Regions from separate parts of the Mus musculus genome. Here region 1 is linked to region 2. A link is a contact called in public Hi-C data. All regions are on one chromosome and are shown on one strand. The core of a region is the stretch at or near the end of the contact, and the rest is flanking DNA. Distances in the headings are between cores, read along the strand shown. Region 1 has its middle 10 kb from the start of Gm52535. Region 2 has its middle 19 kb from the start of Gm33413.

Evidence for each region. Hi-C and Micro-C count contacts between places; a contact is called where the count stands out from the background.
Region 1: a Hi-C map of muscle stem cells shows a contact between it and region 2, with 1.8 times the contacts expected there. The contact joins two enhancer-like sites. A contact is called at or near these places in 4 of 39 promoter capture datasets (hippocampal neurons, liver and stem cell-derived epiblast-like cells), 3 of 15 datasets of contacts at CTCF or cohesin (embryonic stem cells, hippocampal excitatory neurons and large pre-B cells), 108 of 484 Hi-C or Micro-C datasets (the 63-12 cell line, the AML12 cell line, B cells and 69 more), 24 of 115 datasets of contacts at active chromatin or transcription factors (the NIH/3T3 cell line, Th17 cells, astrocytes and 18 more) and 3 of 9 other capture datasets (adipose tissue, liver and pancreatic islet).

The regions. Positions count from the first base shown.
Region 1 is chr2:168,612,089-168,617,683 of GRCm38.p6, forward strand. No RefSeq gene overlaps it. Among named protein-coding and RNA genes, the nearest start is that of Gm52535, 10 kb to the left of the region's middle. Within about 2 kb of position 2,638, at least 24 of the 459 cell types and tissues checked have an H3K27ac peak or open chromatin away from gene starts, as enhancers often do. A contact at or near this core is called in muscle stem cells and myocytes, where this site is marked.
Region 2 is chr2:168,455,585-168,461,640 of GRCm38.p6, forward strand. No RefSeq gene overlaps it. Among named protein-coding and RNA genes, the nearest start is that of Gm33413, 19 kb to the left of the region's middle. Within about 2 kb of position 3,202, at least 32 of the 459 cell types and tissues checked have an H3K27ac peak or open chromatin away from gene starts, as enhancers often do. A contact at or near this core is called in muscle stem cells and myocytes, where this site is marked.

The DNA of each region.
Region 1 (5,595 bases), core at 1,388-3,887, 160 kb after region 2:
ACAGATAGGTAGGTGATGGGTGTGTCCATGAGGGGACAGGTAGGTAGGTGATGGGAGTGTCCATGAGGGGACAGGTGAGTGGGTGAGTGGGTGTGCCCATGAGGGGACAGGTAGGTAGGTGATAGGTGGGTCTATGAAGGGACAGGTGGGTAGGTGATGGGAGTGTTCATGAGGGGACAGGTGGGTAGGTGATGGAAGTGTCCATGAGGGGACAGGTAGGTAGGTGATAGGTGGGTCCATGAGGGGACGGGTGGGTAGGTGATGGATGGGTTGAAAGGTAGGTGCATATGTAGATGGATGGGTGGATGGTGAACGGATGGAACAATTGAACCTGTGTGTTGTTGATGACCGTATTAGCAATCTCACACAGTAAACCTCTCAGTTTGAACTCTTAGGAGAACAGTTAATACACATTCTCTCTGTGAGTCAGCCCCAGCATTGCTTGCTTGAACTGAGGGTCCTCTGATATACTGGAGTCAAGATGGCAGCCAGGCAATGGGCCCCTGAAGCTTGCCAGTGGCCAGAGGGTCCTCTTCAAGGTGCCTCTCACCCTCACAACCCACCTGTCCTCCACGCTGCTTATGTGCATTCACAGCACGGCAACTGCTTCTCAATGAAGAGAAAGAACAGCCAAGTAGGCTGAGACTTAGCGGTCCCTCCTAGCATATCCTACTTCTTAGGGATGAGTCACTTAACCAAGCTCCTCCATTGCCTTTGGAACGGAAAAATGACCAGGGACTTACTTATCAGTGCCATTTCTCAACAGCAGCCCCTAGACAGACCTGAAAAAACACCCCTGACCCAGAGTATACACTGAGCATGCCTGTTAAGTGCAAACCTGGAACCGTCCAGACTGAACAATCAGACCTGCGCTGATAGGGACGGTAGTGAGGGTGACTGGGGGCAGATGTGCCCTATTGCATCTGAGATGTCTGCAAGGTTGGCGGGCACAGGCCCTTTCGATGCCAGTTATCTTGTCTGGGAACTAGAATTTAGGAGAGTTGGTCTTTTAGAATACCAGCATCCTGGCTGGGGGGGGGGGTGTATTAAATATTGCCTCTTATTTCTTTCTTGTTTAGCTGTGCTGAAGATGGAATTCATAAGGTTCAACATGCTAGGCTAATGTTCTACCACTGAGCCACACCCCAAGCCAGTTACCAAGGACCCTAGGCAGCTGTTCTGCCACTGAGCCACGCCCCCAGTTCCTCACTGGGAAATTGTAGACAAGCGCTAGCACCGAGCCACACCCCAAGGCTCTCACTGGAAGATTCTAAGCTGAGCTGCACCCCCCTCACCCTTTTTTACTATTTCTTCAGCCTAGTCCAGTGATTGACAAACACCTACAAATTCTAGCCCACTGACTGCTTTTATCAATCGCTTGTTGGAACACAGGTATGTGTTTGTGTACAGGCTGCCCGTTGCTGTTTTTGTGCGGCAGTAACAAAGTGGGAAAATAAACAGGTCGCAATGGGGCCCATGTGGTCAGAAACAAGCACTTACCAGCTGGCCCTTCCCAGAGTGCTCACTGACCCCTGGCTCCGGAGAGCTTAAAGCCCATTTAGATGCATCTGTTTTGAGGGCCGATCCATGCCAACTTCTTAATCTCCTCCTAAACCAGCCCAGCCCCAGCCCATGTGTGGACAGCAACTTCTCCCGGCAGGGGACAGATGTGGGCAGATCCAAGTCCTCCCACAGGATCCCACGGCAGCCCCATTTGGGAACCATTTAATGTGATCTTACATGTGCCTGCCCTTTGATGTCTAGGAGCACTGGGCCGCGCTGGGGGATAAAGAAAACGGACCCTTGAAGCGGAGAGGGACTGGCTGGGAACAAGACGGTAGTTTGTTTAACAGAAATTCTGTTTACCTACTTGAAACTTTTCTCCCTCCTTCACTTTCTTTACCCCCACTCCCCACCTCGTCACTTCAGATCAGCCTACCAACCCGGTTTTCGAACACTGGTTTTTATGTCAAGTGCCCATTCGGTGTGGGGCAGATACTATAAATTTGCACAAGAGCAAAATGAACTAAATGCAAGGTGGGAGGGTCCTGGGGAAGCCGTGGTCCACAGCTGCCTGCCTAGACTTAGGAAGTCCAGGCTTGGAGGAGGTGACCCGGCCATCTTCCTGACAGATGCCCGCTGAGGGGATTTGCCTCTTTGTGCAGTCACTGGTTTTAACTCAACCCCACGCCCCTCCTATAACCCCTGCTTCCAAGTTTACTAGGATAGGAGGCCTTTCCGAGGCCCTATCCTTCGGTCTTAGCGAATCAGAATCCAGAGTAGCTGTCTCCACCCACTGTGGTCTTAGCGAATCAGAATCCAGAGTGACTGGCTACAGCCAATAGGAATCATCCCTGAGACTAGGGACGAGCCTTATTCGGCACAAGATCATTTCACATGGAGGGGTTTATAAGTTTTGTTTATTGAGACAGGGTCTTCCTATGTAGCCAAGGATAATGTTGATTTCTCTGCTTCCAACTTCCCAGTTCCGATATTACAGACGTGGGCCTTGTTGCTAGGCAGAAAACATCCCTTGTCCACTTTTGACACTTTCCAGTGTCTGGCTGGAGGCCAGGGCCTCTGAGCCATGTGTCCTGGAGAGGAAGGGAGGAATATGCAGCGAATCCAGTGGTGATCTGTAACTGAGTCTCAGCACGAGCGCATCCGTACAAGTGTTGAGATGTATTCGTTATACATCACTATGTACATGAATGGCCCATTTAACTAGATACCCCGGGTTTTACCTAGGATCCGTACCAGCATGGACCATGTGTTCAAACTTGAACTCAAGCCCAGCCCAGTCCTTCAGCAAAGGCATTGGAGTTTCCAGGGCTATGCTACCTTCATGGTCCAGAGTGTCTAGTTCAGGACACAATGTGCTCTCGGCAGGGACTCGGTCCCAGCTATAAAGATCTAGGGTCCATGGGCTGAACAGATGGCTCAGCTGGTAAGAGCTCTGGCTGTTGTTCCAAATGATCTGGGTTCAAATCCCAGCACCCACATGGCAGCTCACAACTGTCTGCAACTCCAAGATCTGACACTCAGATACAGGCAAAACAGCAATACACATTAAAAAAAAAAAAAAAAAAAAAAAAAAGACTCAGGGCCTGGCCTCACAGTAGGAAATGTCTACATGGCCACCCTTGTGGCTTGGCTCTTAGAAGACCTCACAGGTGCAGCCCGCAAGCCTAAGTTCTAGCAGCCATGTACAGGGCAGGAGGGCCAAGAGAGGGCCTGACTCTCCCAAGCTAAGGCTTCCCACACAGCCCCTGGGGCCTCTGGCTGGAGGCCAGGGCCTCTGAGCCATGTGTCCTCAGGAGGAAGAGAGGAATCTGCAGGCAGCAGAACAGAGGACTCCTACCCCAGGCTGGGCACCGCCAGCCTCAGATAGCTTGGAGGAAGCTCAGGTCACCTGGGGCAGGTGCGTGCCTCCCATTCCCAGCTCCCTGACCTTTCCCAGGCCCTTGTCCCAGTGGCTCTTAGCTTCCTGGCTTCTGTTTTGTTTGGTTGTTTTTCTGGCTTTTTAAAACAGTTTCCTTTGTTGTTACCACTTAAAGTAAATAAATAAATAAAGCGAACGAACAAAGACACATCTGGAAGGCTTTGTGGAAAGCAGCACCAGCCCCTGAGGGCCGCCCCGCCCTCCACAGGGTCAGGGCGCTGCGGCCTGGGGTTCCCAACTGGCCCCCAAATGCGAGGTTCCTCTGTTCTCACAAAGGCCCAGCTTCCCCTGGAAGTGAGGAGAGCTCCGTCCTCCAGGGCTGCTTACACACCAGCCTGACCAAGAGGCAGGTAAATTCCTAGGACCTCACCTCCTGACCGGGGCAGTCGGTCCATCTCCCGTCGGGCTGGCCCTCTCTTTTCTACCCTGGAAGCCGATGTTCTCGATTGCATTTCCACCCCTGTCCTACCCCCAGTTCCTTCACTCCAGGTCGCCCCTCCCTCCTGCTACAGCTCAGACCGTAAGCCCACTCCCTACTGCTCAGCAACCATCTACGGCGCCCCATTTTCTCCTGCAGCTGGTAACTTTCAGCCTACTGGTGTCTATTATTTATATTTCCCAGCGTGCCTTTCTTCCTTTGGAGGGGTGGGGTGTAAACCACTTTCTGCAGGGTTCTTTTCTTTTTTTTTTTTAAAGATGTATTTATTATTATATCTAAGTACACTGTAGCTGTCTTCAGATGCACCAGAAGAGGGCATCAGATCTCATTACGGATGGTTGTGAGCCATCATGTGGTTGCTGGGATTTGAACTCAAGACCTTCGGAAGAGCAGTCAGTGCTTTTAACCACTGAGCCATCTCTCCAGCCCTCTGTGGGGTTCTTACAGGTATGGCACAGGGAATCTCAGGTATTTAACTCTGGGTTTGTGTGGTTTGGAGATCTACTCAAACAGGTCCAAAAGTGGCAGACTTCACTGAGTCAGGGCAGGAGCAGCAGAGGGTCACCTTGTCATCCCATGGGAAGAAGCCACTTAGGGAAACCCATTTAGAAGAACCAGATGGGGATGCCATTTCTAACTCCTCCCAAGTCCCTGGATACAGCCTCACCTGATAGCCAGAGGATTTCTGTTCTGGCATTTTCTCACACCTCTGAGAACATGGCTTCTTGACCAGTTAGTAGAAGCTGCCCTGTGTTCTGACCCCTGTGTCTTTCATGAAGCTGGGCCGGGGCCCATAGTGATCTTTTCATATGACAGATACTACACAATCTCACCCATTGACTATCTAGTTATAGACAGGGTCTCACACAGCCCAACCTGGACTTTTGATGCTCTTATTTCCACTTTCTGAGTGCTAAGAGCACAGGCCCGCACCATCAACCCAGTTTATGTGGTGCTTGAGGTGGAGGCAAACGCTCCACCAACCAAGCCCCACTCTTGGCTGACAAATCTTCCCTGAAGCCTCTCTGCCTGAGGTGGGCCCCTCTTCCTGAGGTGGGCCCCTCTGCCTGAGGTGGGCCCCTCTGCCTGAGAACAGCAAAGCTTGCTCTAATTTCCCTCCTTGTGGACAGGCCTTGGGTGGGTGAGCGACATCACTGTTCAGGCATCTGTTTGGACAGTGCCTCACCTAAACAGAAAGAAGAACCTTTGGGTCCCTCTGGACTCACAGCAACTCAGCCTAGTGCCTCAATGCGCATGCACTCCATGCCCTGACTTGAAGCAGGTGCCGTGCCTGCTGCAAGTTGGTTACCCTATCTTTTTGTATCAACATTCTGATATTCCTCTAGGGCCTGTTCCATCTCCCTTTCCCTGGGGGCTGAGGCAGAAGTACCTTCACCCCTCTGTGGCTTCTCAATGTCATGTGACCAGGAGCTGGCCAATTAGGATAATATGTTGCCCCATGATGGCTCGGGTTGGACATGTGAACAAGACCTATGAAACCACACCTAGAGCTTTTGCTGCTGCCACTGAAAGATGGACAAGCTCTAGTTGCAGATGGCGTGGGGGTGGGGCAGGACCCCAGAAAGCAGCAGATGTAAACACAGAGCCAGGAGGCAGTGGTACCCCTGACACAGCCATGCCTGAAGCTGGAAACAGCTTTTTGCAAAAACTAATAGACCCCCAGTGGTCCTGCCTTCCGTTGCCTGTACCGCTT
Region 2 (6,056 bases), core at 1,952-4,451:
CCTGGGTCTGGACAACGACCTGAGGAAGGTTTGGGACTTAGATGGAGCACTAAGCATGGCTAATATCCCTGGCTGCTATGCAGAATAGGCTCAGGAATCTGAGGGCAAAGGTCAACCAGCGATGTCTGGACCTCCAGCAGCATAGAGATAGCCGCCGGGACCCACTTGGCAGCCAAGCGTATCAGCCTTGGTCTTAGCTGCCCACAGTTACCCATGAGTCACCGCAGGCAGCCTGGTATGTTCTGCCTGGGACATGTTGTTCCTTGGGGACCACAGTCTATAGCCCCATCATGACTGTGGCCATCCAGACCCAGCGAGTGGAAAAATGCAGTGGGCTGAGGGAGGTCCTCCTGGCACAACTGCATTCTGCCCATATTCACTCCGAGCCTCCCGCCAACCTCATGGGATCTGAGACGGTGGGTTTTTAAAAGCCAGCAAAGCATTCTGGGGCAACCCGAGGCCCTGGCCAGGAGAGTTCCATAGTCTGTCTTCAGGTTACAAAACCAGAGTATTGGGTGACATTGTTGAATGTGGTCTGGAAGGTGCCAGACATGATGCTCCAGCTGTCACATCTGGTCTGAACCATGTCATTGCTGTGTCAGTCCACTCTCCTAGCTGGGGAAACTGAGGTATCATGGGTTAAATAACATGAGCACCTTTAGGAAGCAGATCCTACATGAGTCTCTATAGCCCTGTAGCCCAGGCTGGCCTTGAACTTATGAGCCTTCTGCCCTAGCTTCCCAAATAGCTGGGACTCCAGGCCCACCATTGGCTTTCATAAGGAGTGACATGGCTCTGAGGGGCCCTGGGGCACAAGTCTAACCATCAGCTCAGAAAACAATGGCTTCTCTGGGTTTCCTTATTGGGCATGGTGGGGGGTCGCCTGTAGGAGGATGAGTGAACCCCAGACAGCTGCACTACTGGGAAGCCTTACCCCAACATTGATGTCGACTTTCTCACAGCTGCATAGAGGGAACCCCACGCCCCCAGCACGTGCACTCAGTTAACCATCCATGCTCTGTGTTAGCTACACCTCCCAAAGCTGTGAGAACACGAGGTCACGTGCAGCTTGGACAGCGGGAACACGGGGTCACATGCAGCTAGCTTCTTCAGAAACATGCACAGCTGGAGGGGAGGAGGGTGAAGGTGCAGCTGGAATCTCAGGTGGGGGTCTAATGGCCCTCTCCCGTGAGGGACAGTCAGCCAGGCAGGCTGTGAGGGTCTCTTCTGGGAAGTCCACGCCACTGTGATGAAAATGGTGGTGGCTGTCATGCTCAGAATCAGCTGCCCACAACTTCCTATCTGAACGCACACATGAGGGCTGATTGTCAGGTCTCTCTCTGAGAACAGAACCTCTAATTTATTCACTCTGTGTTGTATATTGCTAAAAATATGGAGCACCCACCTTTTTTGCAGCTGGGGGGCAGTGAGGTAAGTGGAAGTCACCAGAGGGGGCCTTGGTAAAGACTTCTATAGAGTGTCCCTGTCACTGGAAGCTCAGCCCTGGTGTCCCTTTGTCCTGCCTGAAATGCCAAGATGATGGCTGGAGCTATAGCATTCATCTTGGACAGTGATGTCACTGAGCATGGAGGCTCTGTGTGTGGGGTGATGACATCACATTGTGACATGAATGACATCACATTGGGAGATGAATGACATCACATTGGGACATGAATGACATCACATGGGGCATTAATGACATCACATTGGGAGATGAGTGACATCACATTGGGACATGAATGACATCACATTGGGAGATTAATGATATCACATTGGGACATTAATGACATAACATCAGGACATTAATGACATCACACTGGGACATTAAAGACATCATAGTCCTGCTGTGTCAGAACTAAAGTGCCTTCTAAGGAGAGGAAATGAGCTCTTTGAGGTAGTCTGTTAAAATCAACTCCACTGTGCAGAGGTCCATGTGGTGAGGACGTAAGGAAGATCCTTGAAGATGTTGGGCCCACTCCTGAGGAACTGAACCCTACCGGAGGCCACAGGAAGGAGCTAGGTCCCCCTCTGTCACTCCAGGAGGAGACACTGCCCTGGGAACCCCAGGACTGAAGACATGGCTGGGCCACACTTGGACCTTCCTTTTATGGATACAAAGAGAAACAAAATGAATGGCTTACCGCTACTGTGCTTGCTAGGGGATTTGTTACTCAAGGTTGGCCAGCCAGTACAGAAAGACAGGGCTGGCGCGTGTCAGCGCATGTCAGGAGGGAACGTGGTTCTGGGCCTCCATCCCATGATGACCTCACACACAGAATGCCGACTGGGGAATGTTTAGAATGTAAAGAGCAGGCACACAGTAGGTGCTCAAGAAATGCACACAGTAGGCATGTACTCCCCCAGAGTACAGTCAAGAGGTGAATTGTGGGCACTTAGGGCAGGGGGGGCTTCTCATGGCTTTGTCCTCAGAACTCTAGAAGCCTCAGCTGGCATTTCAGGGGTAGACGATGGTGGGGGGGGGTGGTTTGGGGGGGGGGGATAGCCTGCCCATGGCTCCAGGGATAGGCTACGGAACCGGAGGAGGCCCTGGGGACAGGGAGCATGTGGGCAGGCCTGGGGGGTCTCCTAGAAGGGGAGCCATGGGGCCAGCCCAGGGGCAGGGTGTGAGTGGGAGGAGAAAGGCAGCACGCGGGGACATCAGCCTCGGTGGTCAGGGGACGCATGGATGGATGAATGATAGTGCCTTTTTTTCCTGATGAGAAATACATATTGGGGACACCTGGGTAACCCTTCTCATCTGGAAAGCAGCGTGGAGGTAGCTGTGACCTTTAAATGAGAGACACTGCTTGATCACACCACCAACAAGACGAAGCAGGACGCATGCCCACCATCACTGACACCTATGACTGGTGTGCCACAAGTGACTTCTGTGTGATCTCTATGATACCTGTATTTCTGTGAGATCCTGGAGGCAGTCCTGGGTACCCCCAGGGCACAGGGGAGGTGTCTGCTCTGCCGACCGTTTCTCTCTGGCTGTGTCATGGAAAAGAAGAAACCACTCAAAGAAAGCGAGCCCCAGCTGGATGGCCTTCTCAAGTAGGCTGTGGCTGCCAGATGACAGGGTGCTCCTGTCAGAGACGGCCTCAGGGACAGCCTCTACCCATTCCCACACAGTCCTGAAACAAGACACCTCTTGAACTGATTAAGCTGTGGCCAGAGCATCATGACATCACTTGGGGTTTAGGTGTCCGTCTCGCCGCTGCAGGAGGATGGGTCCTGGTTTTGGAAGCGGGCAGGGGCTGGTAGCATGCCTGTGGGCTGGAGTCATCACGCTGCAATCAGGCTTAGTCAACTCATGCCACTGGTATTCAGGGTCCTGACGTAGATTCTAACCTGTCTCATATGTCCGGTGTCCTAGGCCAGTCACTGGGACTCATGCTCTTTTCTGATTGGCCAGTGCTGATGTGAATTTTTAGTGCCATTCCAAGTGTCCAGAGCAGCTGGGGGCAACTGGTCAGTTGGATACAGTGTGAGGTGGGATGTGTGAGTCCTATTATTCTCCCCTGCTAGGTAAAGGCCAAGGACTTGACCAGCAGCTTATGTGTCCGAGAGAAGGGTCACCCCAAGTACTGTGTGCATGGGGGATCCCCTTGCTCATGATTTGTTGCATGATGGTCCTATTGCGCCAGGAAGAGGAGGATGGGATGAGATGCTAAAGTCCCCTTGAGGTCCTCTTGAGGTGCCCTGGAAGATGCCGAGGTCCCTTGCAGACTCACATTCTAATGGAGGCTACAGCTTTTTAAAACCTTTTTTTTATTATTATTCTTTGTGAATTTCACATCATGCACCCCAATCCCACCCATCCCCCCATCCCTTCCTACCACCCTACTCCCTTGCATCCCCCCCCCCAAAAAAAGAAAGAAAATCTTATCCTGGGACCTCTAGTGTGCCACAGTGCGTCCCACAGTGTACCCTTGTGTCCACACTTCTTTGCTTGCAAACGTTCATCGCAATGAGTCTTTGGTCTGGTTCAAGGCCTCTGGCTTCTGCTACACCATCAACACCAGATCCTCACAGGGACTCCTCCCAGTTATCCTGTTGTTACCCTGTGCCATGGAGATCCTGCAGCTTTGCATCTGTAGGATCAGCCCGTTCACGAGCCCCAGCAGGTCATTCATGGGCTAGAAGTTGGTGTGGCTAACTCACAGCCCTGGATTTGGGGCCTGAGAAGTATCTGAGCTGGTCAGCCAGCCCGCTCTCCCACATCCATACCACCAGGGTGAGCTCTCCTGCACTGTCCCAGCTAACTCATCCACCCGGTGCCCTAGCTGGCAAGGGACAGAAACAGCTCTATCACTCTTCTACCCTTGGGGCTTGCTCACTGTAACAGGGCCAGCTTTGCTGTGCTGCCCAGGCAAGGTGCAGGGCCTGCAGCAGGTGAGGGGCAGGGCCCGCTCTCCTGCTCTCATGACCCCAGGGCCAGATCTCCCACCTGTTGCAGGTAGCAGGACGGTGGACATCTCCCCATTGCCCACACTGCCACAGGGCAGACAAGCGACAGGGCCATCCTCCCACACTCACACCCCCGGGGGCCCAGCTCATTCACAACTCCCACAACCAGAGACTACAGATTTTAAGAAGTGGTCTTAAAATGGTGGAGTTAAAGAGATACAGAGTAATTGTTAGAGTTGGGGAGTGGGGTCCCTTAAGACCGTAGTTATAGATGGCTGTGAGCTGCCATGCCAGTGCTGGGAATTGAACCCCATGTCCACTAGAAGAGCAGCCAGTGTTCTTAACCCCTGAGCCATCTCTCCAGCCCCTCAGGACACTTTTGGTTGCTATGCTGTATGGGTGAGCGTGTTCCTGACAAGAGCCAGGGTGAGCTGAGATACTGTGGGGCCCTCCATCCTGCCCAGGATGTCAGTGGCATTGAGGAAGGCAGATGGAGGTTCAAAGGAAACAGCTCGGTGGGAGGAGGGGAAGCAAATGGAGGGGGAGGGAAGGGGCCGATGGCTTGGAGGGCTAGCCTGGGTTTTGGACAGCCTTAGACCTCTGCTTCTGTTAGCATAGGAAGCTCCTTGAGGCTCGGATGGAAGAGGCTCATGCCCTGAGTGACTTGAACAGAGTCTCTCTGCTGTTGTGTGAGAGCCACTGGCACCATGAGGGCCCGATGGGGCCAGCAATCAGTGTGGGGGAGTGCTGATGGCAAATGAGAGGGGAGCAGAGTTCAGATCTGAGGTGTTGAGAAACTGGTTCCAGGGGATTTGCTGATGGAGATGGGGTTGAGGGAGGGAGGGAGGGAGAGGGAGAGGGAGAGAGAGAGAGAGAGAGCAAGCAGGTTTCAAAGGGGCAGCAGGAAGGGGCGTGGCTCATTCAGGGCCTCTGGTCCCTGTGAGGAGTGTGTGCTGTGATCTAAGTAGGACAGGAGTCACCACGGAAGTCAGGACAGGGTGTTAATGGGTGCCATGACATGGACCAGGACACTTATTCAGAAGTTTGGAGCTGATCTAAAAGCAGCCATCATCCCAGCGTAACTGTCACTTTCAGATTCCAGCCTTCACGGCTTCCAAACTGGCCGTGTTACATGTTCACGTGAGATTTCAATATGAAGAGTGACCAGGCTTCCAGAATCCTCCTCACAGGCGTGCTTCCTGTGCTGGGGGGCGGGGGGGGGGGTAAGCTAACCCTGGTAGCCCCTCCCGCCCCCACCCCAACACCACCCCCACCCACTGCCTCCACTGTTGAGAGAGTCTCAATCATCTCTTTTCTTTGAACTTGGATTCTATAAACGAGGTCCTGCTAGGACAAGGGGGCGTGCTCATGGGTGGGAGAAAAGGGGTTTCCGCACTTGGCTCCACGGTCCCTCACCACCCCATGCTTGGGAGTGTGGACTTCAGAATCCTGAGTGAGTCCGGCATCCGGACAAGTTCAAGGTGAGTGTGGAGGGAGGGTGGGTGCTGAGATGCTGCATCCTCAACTGGCACTCAGTGGATCCTAGAAAGCTGGGAACAAACCCAGGAGGGAAGTCCCTTTGAGTGTGAAGTCACTGCCATCCACTCGGCACAGAATGGAAGGACTCTCCGTGGGAAAGACAG